Regions from separate parts of the Anser cygnoides genome. Here region 1 is linked to region 2. A link is a contact called in public Hi-C data. All regions are on one chromosome and are shown on one strand. The core of a region is the stretch at or near the end of the contact, and the rest is flanking DNA. Distances in the headings are between cores, read along the strand shown. Region 1 has its middle 42 kb from the start of CDK6. Region 2 overlaps CDK6 (cyclin dependent kinase 6).

Region 1 (3,488 bases), core at 614-3,113, 150 kb before region 2:
TTAACTACAGGAAGTCAGCAATACACTTACAGCTGTAACCAAAAAGTGAACGTAGGATAAAAAGTGAATGGAGGCTAACAATCCTTGAGAAAGTAGACCAAACATTTCCCACAGAACTGGCTGGTTACAAATGAATTAGGCCGGACTGGACATTTTAGTAGTCTCCAGTACTTAAAGACATGAATTTCATCTGATCTTGAAGTAGTTTCTTGAAGGTATCTGGTTTTAAATTATTTTCTCAAAAATGATGAACAATTACTAAACTAAGTTGTCTTTACAGGAATGTAGTAAAAATAACAGGAACTGAGGAGGCAAAATATATAGAGAGGTATCACCCACTTCTTAGAGGGATGAGCTCTCTCTTTCCATTTTATGGGACTGATTCCATTTTGCAAGAGATCTGTGCCTGTCTGATTTATATTATCCCAATGAAGCTTGTACTCATTTCAGAGCCTCATCATTGATTATCCTAAATGGAGAAATAGCATAAAACAGTTGAGGAGTCTTCTTGGGTGTTTGCACTAGACAGTGTGAATTACAGTGATAGGTTGCGTGCAAGAGAGAACTTCACCCTCTCTGATGCAGTAACAGTCTTCCAGGTGTGAAATATCAATGATGACTTCATATCGCATGAGTTGGAGATGCCAATGGGATGAGGTTCAACATGGATAAGTGCTGGGTACTGCACTTTGGCCACAACAACCCCATGCAATGCTATAGGCCTGGGGCAGAGTGGCTCAAAAGCTGTGCAGTGGAAAAGGGGGTGTTGGCCAATGAACATAAGCCAGCAGTGTGCCCAGGTGGTCAAGAAGGCCAACAGCATCCTGGTTTGTACCAGGAACAGTGCAGCCAGCAGGACCAGGGAGCTGATTGTCCCCCTGTACTCAGCTCTGGTGAGGCCACACCTCGAGTCCTGTTTTCAGCTTTGGGCTCCTCACTACAAGAAGGACATCGAGGCCCTGGAGCATGTCCAGAGAAGGGCTACGAAGCTGGTGAAGGACCTGGAACACAAGTCCTGTGAGGAGTGGCTGAGAGAACTGGGGTTGTTAGTCTGGAGAAAAGGAGGCTCGGGGGAGACCTCATTGCTCTCTACAACTGCCTGAAAGGAAGATGTGGGGAGCTGGGGGTCGGCCTCTTCTCACAGGTATTTAGCGATATGACTAGAGGGAATGGCCTCAAGTTGCATCAGGGGAAGTTCAGTTTGAAAATTAGGAGACATTTCTTCTCAGAAAGAGCAGTCAGGCATTGGGATGGGTTGCCCAGGGAGGTGGTGGAGTCACCGTCCCTGGGGGTGTTCAAGGAAAGGTTGGATGTGGTGCTTAGGGACGTGGTTTAGTGGGTGACATTCGTGATAGGGGGATGGTTGGATCAGATGATCTTGGAGGCATTTTACAACCCTAATGATTCTATGATTTGATGCTTTTGCTTTATGTTTCTTTAACAAATTACCTTAGAGCGAAAATTTTCAGCAAAAGTAAAGTAGAATTTGTAAGACAGAAACCAAGTTCAGAAGCAGGCTTTTTAAGTTGAAACATGAGTCAGAACTGACCTAGTAACAAGACCCAAAGCTGTCATAGCCCCATCTACAGAGTAACGCATTTACAGCTATCAAGGCACTCTGGCTGCCGAGATGAAAAAGTGACACTGCTCTACTTGCAAAAGGCAGAAATAACAATGAGTTACTTCTCATCTCTATCTTGTATATCTCTGTCTAGCATACCTCAGCATTTGCAGTTCTTATAGAATGAAACAAATAAGTTTATCTCCTTGCCTGCACTTAGGAAATTGTTATGAAGACTGAAATAATGAAAAGAGAGCTTAAAAGAAATAAAGTCTGGGGAAAACAGAGCTGGCTTTAGTCAGGATTTTTTTTAGCTTGCCCCTGAATTTGTCACCACATATGTGGTTAAAGAACATGAGCAGAGCAAACTGTCACTTCCCTCCTACCCACGTGTTGATGTCCTTTGCCTAGAAAGGGAAGGCTGGTGCTTTTCTGTGTCTTGCCCTAAAACAGCTTTAGTGCACAATTACATCATACACTCATACACTCAAAATGAAGAATGCAGAAGAACTCTAAGATCCTCTGCTAGACATAGCCATAGTACTATTGGAGAAGCTTATTCCTTTTTTTTTTTTTTTGGAATGTGCCAGGGCATACAATTTAGGCTAAAGTTCATTTTATTTAATATTAACCCAACTAAAAACTCATCCAAACTAGTTATCAAGCATGATTGTTCCCACATGCTTGAGACATCATACTGAAGAGAGGAATTTCCTTGTGAAGGTGGTCACTTTTCTCCAGGGAGTCAAATGGTGCTTTGAATGCTCTCTTAAAACAGGCACATCACTTTAGATAGCCAAAATCAGATTAAATAAAACCTACCCACGATGCTTGAGACACAGACCAGTGAATCCAATAGAAACATTGAGGAAAACCAATAAAGTCAGCAGCACTGCTTAAATTTAAGCATCTGGCATAAGTTTCCATGGTTAATTTTAAAGGCAAGGCTGTTCAGCATCTTGCAGAACCATTCCTTGTTTTACACCTAAATCATATGTAAAAATGTAAGTACATGAATATTTATGTGCTGAAGAGAGATCAGGTCATAAAGACTTACGAGAATAAGTGCTGGAGCCCAGCTGTCAGAAACTCCTGCCGAGCAAACCATCTGTCTATAATCACATGTCTATCAGTTTTCTGTCTGTAATTGCATGTATCTGTCAGTGCCCCCCTCATCCTGAATGCAGACTTCAAAACATTCAGGTTTTTTCCTGAAAAAAAGTTATCTTTTTCACCTTCCTCATTCTCTTCTTTTCCCCTCCTCATGTAACTGTCTACCTACCTTGATTACACTGGTTATGCACATAAACGGAGAATCTGCATTTATTCTAAGGAAAGAGTCTTTTGAAGATGACAAGACAACATTTATTGGTAGTGTGACATTTTTATGAACCAAATTGGACTTTCCTTCTGCTTACAAGGAAACTACTGAATGTCAGGTTCTAAGTGATTCTCTAGTATTCTGTTATCATTTTAATACTGCTTTATGGGTTCTCGGATTTACTTAAGTAAAATTGGGAAGGTACTAAATTAGTGCAACATAAAGGTGATCTAGGACATCTACAGTTGGTAGTAATTCATGTAATATACACCATTCCACTGCTGATGGGGGGGGAGGGGGAGGGGGGTGGTTACCTTATATAATTAGTATTAAGAGAAAACATGAAATGTAATCAAGTAAAATCCAACATATGCTGATTTATTGTAACTTAAAATATGCAATATGGAAGCAGGATCTTCCAAAGCCTTTTTCTTTTCGATCTAGTGATCTCTACCTTCCTCAATGAGAGCAGGCTGCATGCCTCTCCAGTACATCATTAATACAGCTGCCAGGGCCACAGAAAAAGCTGAGCTTGCACTATCTAGCATGTTTTCTCATTTTCTTGCCCAGTAGTAAGAAAGTGAGCTCAGTACTCACTTTCAGATC
Region 2 (3,262 bases), core at 272-2,771:
CTTTTCTGAAGTCCCAAAGAGTGCCAATGCACAGCCTCCGTTACCTCATTGTATCACCTTTGCCACTGTGTTGCTACCAATGACAGCAAAGATTTGGTCTTCTAGGCTTTTTTCCTGGTGCTTTTCTAGTTTACTCTTCCCAGCTCTATAATAAATTATAAATAAATAAATAAATAAAAATTAGGCTAGTAATTTAGTCAAATAGATGTACCTTTTTATGTGTAACTCATAATGGTGGAACTAGAGCCTCACTTATACTGGTGTCCTTTTTCATGATTTTACGTTACATATTTAGAGTATCAGCTCTTCTATGTACAGGGTGTACTTTAGTCTATGAAGCTGTTTGCATAGCATCATTGAGAAAGAAATGAAAGCCTGGAGAACCTGGGAAGACATACTTGGATGATAATTCGCTAAGTATCTTAGGGTAGACTGAATGTGTATTATACCTGTTCCTTTTGCATTTACTTTCTTCTTTGATATAGAAAAATCAGGGGTAGGTAGGAGCTGACTTCCCTGTAGGAGTTGACTTTCCTCATGCAGTAATTGTGCAATGCTTTTCAGCTGATACAAGAATAACACTGTTAGACATTTGGGTACAAAGAGTTTATTGCGTGAGAAATTGACCTAATGGCACAAAATCTTTTAGTTTAAAGGTTTACTGGGAAAGCAATCTGATTGAAAATATTTTCAGATTGTGAAAGAGGAATTGTATTTTAATTAGGGCCTCAGACTTGAAAATCTATTACATAACCCCTTGATTAAAACTAATTCCAGCATTAGAGGCACTCTCAGAGCAAAGTCCATTTTAAAAGGTTTTTTTAGACCAGTGTATACAGTAAATGCTAACTGCCAAGCTTTGCAGAATCATCTGAACGTTCACAGAAAACTCGTGAAACTATAAAAAATTAATTCTATATCTCTGAAAATTCTGATTTGAGTGGATTTCCACAATGAAATTTCATACATGAATAAAGCAACAGATATTTCATGTAGGAGACTGCTTTTATTTCATTTGCATAACTGATGAAGACGAGGAACAGACTTAAACCCCTGTTGCTTACCTTGGGGTAGGTCCTTGGCTGTGATATAGATATTTAAAAAATACTTTTTTAAAATACAGCATTAAGGAGCACCTTCACACTCTGACTAAATTGTGTCACTTTGGAATGCTGTCTGCTAGATTTTTAAGTGAGAAGTAAGTTATGAGCTTAATGAAAGCAGTGGTGGAAAATAGCTCTGGCCTGCTCTGGAAGGAGGATTGAGATCTTTTCAAGGAAAATATGGGTAAATTTGTTCACAGGCGTAAACCTCTGGAAGTGAGGGTTGTCTAGAGCTCTGCAAACACATGCTGCCTGTTCACAGCATTCTGCACAGAGATTTGCACCGTTGCTTATGTGAGTGAAGTGGAGAGGAAAGAGCTCTCGGCTCCTATCCATCCACGCAGGATAGCCTTTATCTAACCCATGGTTCAACTACTGCCCTCCAACTCTAAAACTCAGTTGCACAAGAGCGAAGAGGCACGGCAGTTTTAGAGTGTGCAAGTTTGAAAAGGGGATATGAAATAGATTAAACAGAGAGAATACAAAAAAAACAAATAAGTGTTCATGGGAAGAGCATGAGCGGGTTGTATTTTTCATACCTCTAGTTCTTTCTGAAGGCTATAAAAATGCAGAAGCCTGCAGTTTGGTTGTACAATTAAACTTGAAACAGCTGAGTGACTAGAGAGATGTAATTTAACTGTGAATAGATGTAATTAATAGATATATAGATATTTGTATTGATAGATGTAATTAATAGATGTAATTTAACAGTGGTGGGGTGAGTGTTTAACACACAAATGGTTAATTCAGATTGCTGGTAGAAGTGTCAGTACAAACAAGACGAATGCTTCTTTTTGCTCTCTGAGCAAAGACCACACATTTTTTGCCTTTCCCTTTCTCCAAGGCCAGTTGTGTGCATATTTCTAGAGCTTGCTTCAAATGTTGGGACAGTTTTCAAAATGCCACTGTTATATCATGCTCACTGAGCTGAGCTAACTGCTCAGTTATAAACCCTGATGAAATAACCTACAAATCTTCTGGAGAAGCAAAATGTCCACAGATAAGAGAGTTGTGACGTATGTGCTTAGGGAATAAGTGAAGGACGTTCAACCTATCAAGGCTCTTCCATTAAAAAAAATAATAATAATAAAGGAGAAAAAAAAAGGCAGGGGGGAACGTGTTACAGGAGGAACGCTGAAGCAGTACTGAAGCAGTTCTTCCCAGGAACAAATGGGATCTGCCCATGTTAGAGCATATAATGACTGAAGATAATATCTACGCTAGCCTTTCTTATTTATTTATTTTAATCAGGCATGCTATATCCTTCTGTTGAAACTCCTTCTTTTTCTAACAAGATGCTGTGAAACCAGAGCATACTTACCCTGATCCTGGGGTCATTGATGGCTGTGGTAAAGCTCCCTTTTAAGCCAGTGATGGGGGACAAGGCCCTCCTTTCTGCTCCAAGGCCACTTGGGACTTTGTAAGGCAACGCTTACACGGAAAGCATCAAGCAAATGTTAAGCCCCCAGAGTAAGATTTTTCTCTGCCAATTCCTAAAGGAGCTTTGAAGATGCTCATATTTTCTCTTATTTAAGCTCTTTATCTTTCTCTTTGCTGTATTTTTAATCAACAACTGAATCTATGCAACAGGCTGGTTCTGCTTTGGTCATAAAGCTGTACACTGTGGCTCTGTTTGGTTTCCCTCTTACTAATGTTTTCCTTTCAGTTATGCATTCAAAGGGAACGGGTATGTCTGCCTGCAAATTTCTTGTGAATCAAACCCCTTTACAATCCTGGCTCTTACCAGGCTGCCAACCTGTATGTTAAAAATGCTCAGAAAATCCAACATCTCCGTGTAATGCAAACATTTGTAGCAAAACCATGCAAACTTCTAATAATGAAAACCCACACCACGGAATGGTGATCTGGTTAGCAATCTTAACCCAAAAATGCATTGACAAAATGATACCAGATCTTTTTGAGTGTGTTTTCTCTTACTAGCAACATTATTTTCTATTTTTCCTTTTTACCTCCTTTTGGACACCAATGGCTTGTAGCTTTGGACCTCTACATGGGTGGTGTCCTGGAGGCTCACTGAAATGAGTCTTTTCCTTGCTGGCTTGTATCTGCAAGTTCAGAAAGCAACTTGCTTTCTCAGCTTCTTAGGAAATAGACTGTATGTGCATTCGAGGGTCAGAATATTGTCTTTAGTTTTAGAA

The links. Hi-C and Micro-C count contacts between places; a contact is called where the count stands out from the background.
Region 1: a contact with region 2 is called in a Hi-C map of liver, with 1.7 times the contacts expected there. The contact joins two enhancer-like sites. A contact is called at or near these places in 2 of 7 Hi-C or Micro-C datasets (both in liver).

The regions. Positions count from the first base shown.
Region 1 is chr2:25,481,441-25,484,928 of Taihu_goose_T2T_genome, reverse strand. No RefSeq gene overlaps it. Among named protein-coding and RNA genes, the nearest start is that of CDK6, 42 kb to the right of the region's middle. Within about 2 kb of position 1,863, at least 1 of the 3 cell types and tissues checked has open chromatin away from gene starts, as enhancers often do. A contact at or near this core is called in liver, where this site is marked.
Region 2 is chr2:25,326,635-25,329,896 of Taihu_goose_T2T_genome, reverse strand. The region is part of intron 4 of CDK6 (cyclin dependent kinase 6); the gene reads left to right. Among named protein-coding and RNA genes, the nearest start is that of FAM133B, 35 kb to the right of the region's middle. Within about 2 kb of position 1,521, at least 1 of the 3 cell types and tissues checked has open chromatin away from gene starts, as enhancers often do. A contact at or near this core is called in liver, where this site is marked.